Linked DNA regions of Mus musculus: region 1 is linked to region 2. The links are chromatin contacts, called in public promoter capture Hi-C maps. All regions are on one chromosome and are shown on one strand. Each heading gives the region's core, a stretch centred on a gene start, on an enhancer-like site or on the middle of the called end of the contact. The rest is flanking DNA. Distances are from core to core; before and after follow the strand shown.

Evidence for each region. Capture Hi-C pulls out chosen DNA fragments and counts their contacts.
Region 1: a promoter capture Hi-C map of pancreatic islet shows a contact between it and region 2. The contact joins the promoter of Sult5a1 here to the promoter of Trhr2 in region 2. A contact is called at or near these places in 3 of 39 promoter capture datasets (liver, pre-B cells and stem cell-derived epiblast-like cells) and 1 of 9 other capture datasets (pancreatic islet).

Annotation. Positions count from the first base shown.
Region 1 is chr8:123,154,540-123,159,859 of GRCm38.p6, forward strand. It overlaps Sult5a1 (sulfotransferase family 5A, member 1), which reads right to left and starts at 3,741. Exons shown (of 7, transcript NM_020564.3): 1 at 3,649-3,741; 2 at 2,900-3,048. The coding sequence starts at 3,041.
Region 2 is chr8:122,360,023-122,365,374 of GRCm38.p6, forward strand. It overlaps Trhr2 (thyrotropin releasing hormone receptor 2), which reads right to left and starts at 2,806. Exons shown (of 4, transcript NM_133202.3): 1 at 2,779-2,806; 2 at 319-1,457. The coding sequence starts at 677.

The DNA.
Region 1 (5,320 bases), core at 2,491-4,990, 800 kb after region 2:
TAATATGTATTAGGGGGAGAAAGTTATATAGATCACATCTGGAAATTCTTTCAGGCTAATTTCATTTGGTCTTCTCAACATGTCATTTAGTAAGGTAGCTGTAGGCTTCTGAGAATGAAGCGCACACACACACACACACACACACACACACACACACACACACAAATAAATAAATAAATAAATGTTCAGATAACCACCAAACCAGTGGCTTTCACCAATGCGCCTCATCCTGTAGCTCTGGTATCAAAGCGCTAATAGGGGTGGTATTGCAGAAGATGCTGTTTCCTCACGACCTTTCCAGCTTCTTGGGGCTACCATCTTACTTCCAAACCATCTCATCCAAGGGCGAAAGCTTCACCGCAGCACTGCCACGTCTCTCACCTGTCCCCACTCCTGTCATCATAACTCCTTTTATGTCTGAGCCTTACGCACCGTTCTCTAGGGACACTGTGATGACACTGGGCTCCTTGATCCATGATGATCTATCTAAAGGTCCTTAGTCTCATCATGACTGCAAAGTCCCCTCTGCCCCATGCGCTCGCATACCGTGAGGATTACATTATGAGCATGTTGGGGCTGCTGTTCAGGGGATGGCAGGCAGGGATAGACAGGAGGCTAGGACAGCCCTACATCTGCCAGGAAGGCATCAGATGCAGGAATGTGAGGGCAGGGCGGAGAGGAAGAGAGGATCCATTGTGGAAGAGCTGACCCGAGAACACCCGAGTCCTGCATGCCAGCTTCCTGCTTGGTTGTGTGTCCTTAGCCTACCGCCGCTCTTCCTGCAGAGTCCTGGAGGGCCCTGGTCTGAGATGGACACTCACTGTATGAATGGTCTGGAGCCTCCTTGGTGTGTTTGATGCTACAGTGACCCCATCAGGCAGAGGAGGGACATGAGGCAGAAAGAGGGCAAAGTGTGGTTTAGATCTGCAGAAGCCTTCCCAGGAAGGATGGCCAATGAACTGTGAGGACACTGGCCAGAGAAGTAAGAGGAGCATTTGACATGGACCTCTCACCCAGCTCCTGGTGGCTTCCCATGCATGTCTGCAGTCCCTGTTGTGAGCACCCTGAGGGGAAACCATGGCATCTAATAAGTACCACTTTCTGGTTTGTTTGTTTTTTTGAGCCAAGATACCTCTGTGTAGCTCTGACTACACTGTAACTAGTTCTGTAGACCAGGCTGGCCTTGAACTCATAGAGATCTGCCTGCCCCTGCCTCCAAACTTCTAGGACTAAAGGAGTGAGCCACCACATTCATCTCACTATCGCTTTCTAATGGAATGTTCCAGAACATTCAAGCCTTAGCGATGGTCTTTCCAGAAAGCCAATCTGGCCTATTCCTCACCTACACAAAGCAAACACTCTACCGGGCTGTGCCCCAACCCATTTCTCTACCTCAGACATCTGAAAAGGAGCTTTGGCCCTGGCCAGAGAGGAGGGTGCTCTGGGAGTTGTTCGGGTGTCTACTCCCCTCAAGCAACCACACTTTCTGGGGTCACCTTCAGAGATAGCAAATCCTAGAGAGCTCAATGGGAATGGAAGGTCAAGGGCCCCCCCTTAGCTTCTCTGGTTTCCAGTAGGGGGAAGGTTATATCACCTTTTTATTTTTAGGCCAGACAGAACCAGTCTAAGAAAAAGCAAACCAGAAAAGGTTCCTCAGAACAGGCGTGGCCCTTCCCGCCCAGCCCGCCTGGGCCCAGTTCAGGGACATGTGATAAGATTCAGCAAGGTATCTTTCCGCTACAGGCCAGAACCTGCCTGCTCTGCGAGGATGGGATCTCGTACTTATAGTGGGATGATCGGTCCCCACCCCCTGCCCACATACAGGGACAGTGACAGCCTGGATCCAGGATCCCATAGCTCTGCTGCCCTATCCTTTAAGATATACTGAGGCTGGAGGCGCAGTCTGACAGATCCCAGCCCACCCACTGCATTCTTTCTGGTGGGAAGCCCAGCCCACAGACCAGGCCCCTGGGTAGATATGTTAAGATGTGAATGGAGGGATCGGATCCAGGGAGTAGGAGGGGGGTGGGGCAGGGCTGGAACTTGGGACAACTATGCAGGGTGGAGGGGAAGGGGGTCTGGTGTGAGGGGAAGACTGTCAGGAATGTGGAGTATAGGAGGGTTGCTTGGCCCTATCTGCTGAATTGCTGACTTACCTAAGTCACTACAGTCCAGGTGGCCCTGGTGGCCAAGTCACATGAAGCAGATCTTGCTCTCAGTGGCATTGTGTCCTAGCTGGGCTATGTCCAGGAGACAAAAGCAAACTATGCCCTATGTGCCTATCCTGACGGATTCAGGATGGGGAGGATGGTTATGCAGGGTCTGCAGAGCTATGCTGCTACCCTGAGCACACTGGAGGAGAGTAGACCAGGCAGTCTTATGGGATTAGGGAGTTCCTGTGCCCCACATAAACATACTTCACTGGGGTGATGTACACCATTCACCCCAGCATGATTCAGGACAAGGAAAAGCTTTGTCCCCCAAGGACCACCCGCCTAAGAATAAAGCCAGATTCTCAGCACACACCCCATTTCACCCCCCCCCCCCCAGCATTCCTCCCATGGCCTCAGAAACACGTTCAAGCAAGTGCAGAGAGATTACAAGAAGTCTGTGTGAACCTGACCAAGGTACAGGGGGAGAGGGGGGCTGCTTGTACCCAGGATACCCTGTGCTTCTGAGGCTATTAGAAAGAGGAACAACCAGCCAAGGAGGCTAGTGAGGGGCTTCATACAGCTGGTACTGACTCAAGCCAGAAAGGCAGCCCTACAGCTTATACCAGTCACAGGTGACAGAGAGGGCCCGGGTGTCTACAGTGCCGAGAAGGGGACTGAGGCACTATGGGTGGCAGGAAGCCCTGGTGTTGGATTGTCCAGGCTCCTTGTCCCAGTCTGTCTCTCACCTGACTTGGGAAATGTTACCAAGAGGATGTCTGTGTCCTGGAACTGGAAGGAGCAAGCCGCTTTCAGGGACTCTGGGGTGTGTATGAATCCTGGGAAGCGGACGCCATCGAAGATTTCAGTGGTGTTCATGCGCTCAGTCATGCTGGTGCTGTGCGGAACAGGGCTGGAGGTGAGGAAGTCTGTTACCGAGGGCCCAAGCTCTTTCCAGTAGATACAGGCCAGTCTGCCATTCCATCATGAAAGTGTTGAGATAGGTCCACACCCAGTGGCTACTGTTATTGCTCTCAGGCATCATTGCAGGACCATCTTAGAACCTTGGACAGACTTGTCTGTCGTCTGGCCCAAGAAAGGTCCCAACCCCATCAGAGGATATAGACCTCTGTGCTATGGCCTTGGAATGACAGTGGCATCTGTCTGGCCTTGAGAGTGTGGCTGGTTGCTTGCAGAATTCTGCCCTAGCCACCAGCTCTTGGCCATCTGTATGCAGGGCTACACCTCGAAAGTGTGTGGTTGTGATGGATCATGAACATCCTTGCGGACTTGAGAGCTGCTTGTCTCGGCCCCAAAGCATAGTGGGATCGGTATCTAAAGGCCCCATCTAGAGAGCAAGCAGCTCCCACCCACAGCCCCCCTCCAGTCTTGCTCTACAGCTGCCCAGACTGGGCTGACAGGAATGTTTCTACTGAATCCTGGAGCAGCCTCCGACAGAAGCCCCACCTCCCCTGTTTCCTCGGGATCCCCTACTTACCACAAAGTCCTTCTTCCAGTGGTACCTGGCTGTGCGCACGCAGCCCAGACCTAGGAAATGTGGCTCAGGCTCTACTTGGGCACCTCCAAAGAGGCTCCACCCTAGCGTTGCAGGGCCCTGGGGCAGAAGACTGCAGGGTGCCCCGCCCCCAACCAGACCCATTTGGGGGAGGGGCTGGGAAGAGCGCCCCCATAGGCAAGCAATAAGCGGATAATCTTCGGGACAAAACCTATTTTTCAAGCAGACTAAGGTGCTCAAAAAATAAGTTTAACAGTGTCTGGGAATGACACAATTTTCCTGTTTCAACAATGCTCCCCTGTGGAGCACTGGCCAGGAAGGGCCAGGAAGGGGCCAGGAAGGGGCCAGGAAGAGGCAGTGCACCGTCCCTTTCTTGTATTCTGACAACAGAAGGCAGCTTTCTCTACCACCCTAGGACCCACCATGCAGTTTATATAATTTTGACATTTGTGGTAAGATACAGTACAAAGCAACCAGCTCTGACAGAGTACATCCGTGAAGACTTTTCCATCTCCCGCCACCTCCAGCTGCCAACCACCAGATTCCCTTGTCTCATGTTCTCATTAGGCAGCTGCCAGCCAGCATGAAAATGTCTCTCTGCCTACAGGGCCACTTACAACCAGAGTCCAGGGGATTTGTATACAACACAACAAAACTTCTTCCATTTGCTTAGGAGATTTGTGTTCTTCTGTTTGGTTGGTTTGGGCTTCTGGTTTGTTTTTGATCCATTCTGCTGCAGGGGAGTACCCAAGGGTCCTCATCCTCTTTGTCTTATAGGTAGGAAACGGTGTGTGTATCAACACACACCCACAGAGCACACACTGACCCGGTGTCTGTTTGTCCTTGGCTGTCCTTTAAAGTGTAACTCTGGTCCTGATTCCTCTTCTCAGACCTTGCCCGGGAGAAATCAGCACACGCAACCCACAGAGACTACAGCCAAGTTCTCCAAAGGCTCAGCTAAATTGATTTCACTAATTCACACACCATGTGACTACCACAGTCACGACTGGGACATATAAAACAGTTCAGGCCTCCTTCTTACCATAAACCCGTGTCCTCCCCCGATAAGTTACTCAAGCCTGTCATCACCTCTTGTTTCCCTTGTTGTTGAAGGCCACACGATGCACAGCCTTGTGTCTGGGTTTGTTCCCTGCTCCTTGTGTTGCTTACGACATTCATCCATGTCATTGTGTGTATGGACAGTTCTTCCACGCGGCTGTGTTGTGTTGAATAGGTAAGTGTTCACCTGCTCACCGTATGTTTACGGACATCAGGGCTGTTTCTAGTTGTGATAGATTTCTTTTTTGTTTGTTTGTTTTTTTGTTTTTTGAAGACAGGGTTTCTCTGTATAGTCCTACAGGCTGTCCTGGAACTCACTTTGTAGACCAGGCTGTCCTCGAACTCAGAAATCCGCCTGCCTCTGCTTCCCAAGTGCTGGGATTAAAGGCGTGTGCCACCACCACCCGGCTGTGATAGCTTTCTTGAAGTGTGATTCATATAGAAGAGCTGAAGATGGGGCTCAGTCGGAAGAGTGCTTACCTGGCGTTCGGGAACCCTGGATTCAGTCTCCGCCATTGCACATACAAGGTGGCATACATGCCAATGCACATACATGGTGGCATATGTGCCATTGCACAAACATGGTGACATATGC
Region 2 (5,352 bases), core at 1,556-4,055:
CTAGTCCATGGACAACCCAGGGTTCATCCCCACTAGTGGGGGTGGTGAGAGGGACCAACCAACTGCCTGTGTTCTGGATGGGAGATCTGGACTCAGAGGAAGGCGAGGACTTTCCCCGATGCCCTACATAAATCTAGAAGCAGATTACATGTCCACATCTGTGCTGGTTCTCCTGGCACCTCCCAATGGCTCAGCTCCCCTTCTGTTCAGAGGGACCTCAATCTACCAGGAAGTCCTGCTTGAATCCAGGCTCCCAGGATTCTCATTCAGAAAGACAAGGTGAAAGAAGAGAGCATGGGATAGCCCGTGGGCACTCACCTCTCCACAGTGAAGGCCAGGATGGAGCAGGAGGAGACATTGATGCCTAGGTACTGGAAGTAGGTGATGCCCAAGCAGCCAGCATGTCCATAGATCCAGTGCCCCACCAGGCTGTCAGAGACATTGGGCAGCCCCGCAGCCAGCAGCACAATGAGGTCAGCGAGAGCCAGGCTGACCAGGTAGCAGTTGGTGGGTGTGTGCATGTCACGTGAGGTCAGCACCACCAGGACCACCATGGCATTGCCCACGATGCCCACGGTGCACACCAGGAGGACCAGGAGGACCGAGACTACTTTGTACTCTGGGAGGCCCAGTGTGGTGTCACCGTGAACGAGTGAGACATTGCTGGGACCATCCATCTTGCTGGCGTCTTCTGTGATGCCCTGCCGGCCTTGACCTTGGTAAGTGACCTGTGCCTGTTCTTTATTATTTAATTATTTCCTTTTTATTTATTTATTTTTATGTGCATGGGCATTTTAACTGAATGTATGTCTGTGTATCGTGTGTGTACCTAGTGCCTGGGAAGGCCAAAAGATGGCATCAGATGGCATTCCCTGGATTGGAGTTACAGACTCCAATCTATAAGTAAGTTGTCATATAGGTGCTGGGAATTGAACCCAGGTCCTCTGGAAGAGCAGCTGGAGATGCCATCAGGGCAGTCTATAGGGCATGGGGGATGCTGGGACAGGGCTCAGATAGGAAGGCCAAGAAAGGAGTCAGCGTAGAAATCAGGTGGATGCATATTTGAGAGTTGAGAAGCTGTAGTTTAAAGCCCTGTGGACCCTCCACTGAGGTGCAGAACAGCAGGCTTCGAGGAGGGCTCTAGAGTCAGGGCTAAGGGTGGAAATAGAGCAGCCAACAGCACAGGGGCATGGATGGTTCTTGGGACAGCAGCTGCCGCAGCAGTCCTATGATAGTACAAAGTGCATGATATGGTCCCAGCCCACAGCTGAGGGTGGGAGGGCTCAGCTGCCAAGCCTGAAGCCCAGAGCAACAGAGCCAGGCCCTGAGCCTCGTGGACTCTGAATCTTCTGTTCACCTGCAAGTGTCTGAGGCTCAAGACCCAGTAGACTCAGATGAACCACGAGGAGATGGGTGTGTGTTCTGAGATCCACAGAGTACCAGCTTCCTGGCGATGGCTACAAAGGATTTGTTGGGGATCCAGTTAAGGCAGGCACCAACATGGGAGCAAAATGGGGGTTTAGCTTAGAGTGCACATACATGTTCCTGCTACAACTGACATGCAGGGCAAACGTACCACACTGCATACAAACAGAACACAAGATTAAATATACTTCAAAGACACAAACACACACATCTCAACATACAACACACCAACATACACACACACTTCTCTATGCAACACACTCAGCAGACAGACACACACATACACCAAACACTACACTCAGCCCTACACACCCACACACCTCAATGCTTGCACCCTGCCAGTGTGATTGCCTGTAGACACTGCAGAGCCCAGCACCATATAAACCCCAGGATGACCTGAGGCTCAGTCCCACACTGCACTATGATAGCCCTCAGGACAGGCACCAGATCATCAGAACAAGCGTGGGGGGGCGGGGGGGGGGCTCATGGAGAAGCTGCCTCCACAGATGCTGCCCACACACAGCTGTATACATGCAGCACAGAGCACATGTGTATAGCCACCCAGCACACATGCACACACAATGTGCCTGTGCCTCCACACGTGCACTGCACCTTTGCACATGGAAGACGTCTACACCCACTTGAGCATACATCCAGGTATGCATACACACACACAGAAATACAAGCCAAAAATCATACCCAACACACAATGACTGCCCACACAGGCATTACAGACCTTACACATGTGTGCAACACATGTTCTGTGTGCATACATGACATTTAGCCCTGATGTGAATGCCCTGTGTGCTGTGCTCACAATATATGATGGACACACACACACATACACACACACACACACACACACACACATCCCACAGGCTGACTTTCCTCAACCTAGACATATACACCGTCCACCCTCATATTCCCGCACAGACACATACACCACATGCCTGCTCCTACAGACAAATCCACACAGCTGGAACATTCCTGGCTGGTGGAGCAGAGGAGCCGAGATCTGCAGGCTCTAGCAGCTGCTTCAACCCCAGTAGCTCTTTCTCTACCGTCAGCAAGACACTGTAAACCAGGGCTGAATCCAGAGACCTCACAGAGCTCTTCCAGATGTGGAAGCCAGAGCTGCAGAGGCCCACCCCTGATGCCTTACCTCCAGGGACTCTCATTTGCTACCACACCCATTTAGCCCCGATGTGAATGCCCTGTGTACTGTGCCCACAGTATAGGGCACACACACACACACACACCTCAGTGAGGACCACTGCATACAATGTCCCAGCAAGAACTGCCCCCCCATAGCCCCTAGACCCCCTGAGAAACTTCTAAGGTCAGAGAACTCACCTAGTGAAGACTCAATGCATTTTCCTCTTTCCAGGTTGGGCTAAGTGGGGGGGTGGGGAGGGGAGGGATAAGAGAAAGGAAGGAGGGGAGGGAGAAGGGGGGAGCAGAGAATGAGTAGAAGGAGGTGGAAGTAAGGAGGGAGGGAGGGAAAGAGAGAGGGAGAGAGGGAGAGAGACGGAGAGGGAGGGAGACAGAGAGGGAGGGGGGAGGAAGGGAGGGAGAGAGAGAGAGAGAGAGAGAGAGAAAGAGAGAGAGAGAGAGAGAGAGAGAGAGAGAGAGAGAGAGAGAGCCCAAGCTTCAATCATTCCGTGGAAGGCGGCTTTACCTTCTGCTGACTGCAGTATTACACATGTGCGCGTGTGCACCTCACACAGCCTCACCAACTTCTCCCAGCTCCTCGGCTCCCCTCTCACCCTCCCTCTGCAGAGCAGGGAGTCCCAGGGCCAATCTGTACCAACATCAGCAGCCTAGGTCTCTCCAGCAGGGGGGCGGGGAGGGGAAGCATGGACACTGTCCTCTTGGGCTTGGGTGGGTGAGTGCTCCGGTTCATCTGGCTGGCAGGGAGTCCTGCTACAGAGCAGAGCAACTCTCTACCTGACAGAAAGGAGGAGGACAATGAGCCCAGAGAGGAACCTGAGGAGTGGGGCCAAATCCCCAGTGGCCAGCTAAGAAGGCAGCTCCAAGCCGAGCCCCTATGGATGACCTAGCCCCAGGGTCCATGAGAGACCAGACTAGGAAGGGGCTAGACTGGGCAGAGGGACAAGGGGGACTCCATCCATGTGACTCTGAGGAAGCCATTATCCTGACTGGATGAAGACTTCAAGTTCAATCTTTTGGGGGGTGGAAGGGCGAGTGGGCACCCACACTGTAGTAAGTAACCCAGACATCTAACCCATGCTCTGCAGAGAGGACCAACAAACTCATTGGGCCTTCCCAGTAAACTTTGGTGGAATTGTGCCTCAGTTTGACCTTGGGACCCTTGGAGGCGATGTTTACCTCTCGTCCTGGGAAGGAATTTTGGCAGCACAAGTGCGTGCTTTGGAAGGGCGATGATGTCACCCATAATTTGGAGACATGACACAAATTGTTGCATGGGGAGGGGCCAGGTTGTTTACAGAGAAAATCTTGACCTGTTGGTTTATCTGTACAGGGTTTGTGGGAGAGCGACAAGGGAATGGAGATTACTGAGATATCCAAGTCAGGTGAATACGTGATGGGCACGTCTGTGGCATACCTGCCTGATGGGTGGGATTCGCATAGCAAGCAGAGATGCTTTGAGAACAGATATTACACGCCCTGGGGGGACGCATCAAGGATGGAGGTATCAGCAAACAGCTGATAGCACAGGCAGCCTGGAGGGAGACAGGGAGAAGAGGCTGGCCTTTCTATATCAGCCTGAGACTTAGCAGTAGGACCAGATGAGAGAGAGTACATGGAGATGTTGGCCTGTTGCTTTTTATGTCTGGGGGGGGGGGGTCAAAAGGGAATAGCACCTGTATTCGACCAGAACCTATGGGGAAGGAACTTAAAAGTGGCAAGATACTCCTCTGGTCCAGCCTGTAACATAACGGCAAAACCGATATCCTGACATGCAGACCAGGGCCTTAACAAAGTCAGTGTGGAAGACTAAGTGACCAGAACACTGGGTAACAGAGCTGGTGGGACTAGGGAACATTTAGAATGAGCAATGCAGGAATCCTTTGCCACCTGACTTGTGAGGCTTGGGACATGGGGTCAGATGGCATTAACCTGAAGAATGCTGCCGAAGCGGAGAAGAAGCTGGGCAAGGCGGCTGCCCATCCCTTCCTTGAGTCAAAGGCTTCACAGTACAGAGCAGCGCAGCAGAGTGAGGGGTCAGTCCCTGGTGGAATGGCGCAGAGGAGCTGCTAGGGATACCTGGCTATCTATCCATAGTCGAGGTCTCCCTGAATATCAGGGACTAGAAAACAGAACGGGAGGCCATAAGAGAATTGGGCAGGTGGGAAGTGGTGTTAGGAGCCCAGTTCACGAGCCCATCAAGACTTTATTTATGGGAGACCTAAGAGACGGATTCAGCAAGGACAGCGAGACCAGTATGAAGCGCTGCAGCTATGCTGAGCCTCATAATAGGTGGGGACCTAGTCTTAGAGTTTTACCGCTGTGAACAGACACCATGACCAAGGCAACTCATATAAGGACAACATTTAATTGGGGCTGGCTTACAGGTTCAGAGGTTCAGTCCATTATCATCAAGGTGGGAGCATGGCAGCATCCAGGCAGGCATGGTGCAGGAGGAGCTGAGAGTTCAACACTTTGTTCTGAAGGCAAACAGGAGATGGCATCATCAGGCAGCTAAGAGGAAGCTCTCAAAGCCCATCTGCTCATTGATACACTTCCTCCAACAAGGCCACGCCTACTCCAACAAGGCCACACCTCCAAATAGTTCCACTCCCTGGGCCAAGTATATTCAAACCGCCACAGACCTATATGAACCAGGAGAGGCTTTGGCCCACCTAAATGACTCAATATACACCCTGGTTTTCAAGGTGCTAAAGCAGGTAGGAGCAAGAAAGAGGAGAGAGCCAAGCAGAAGGG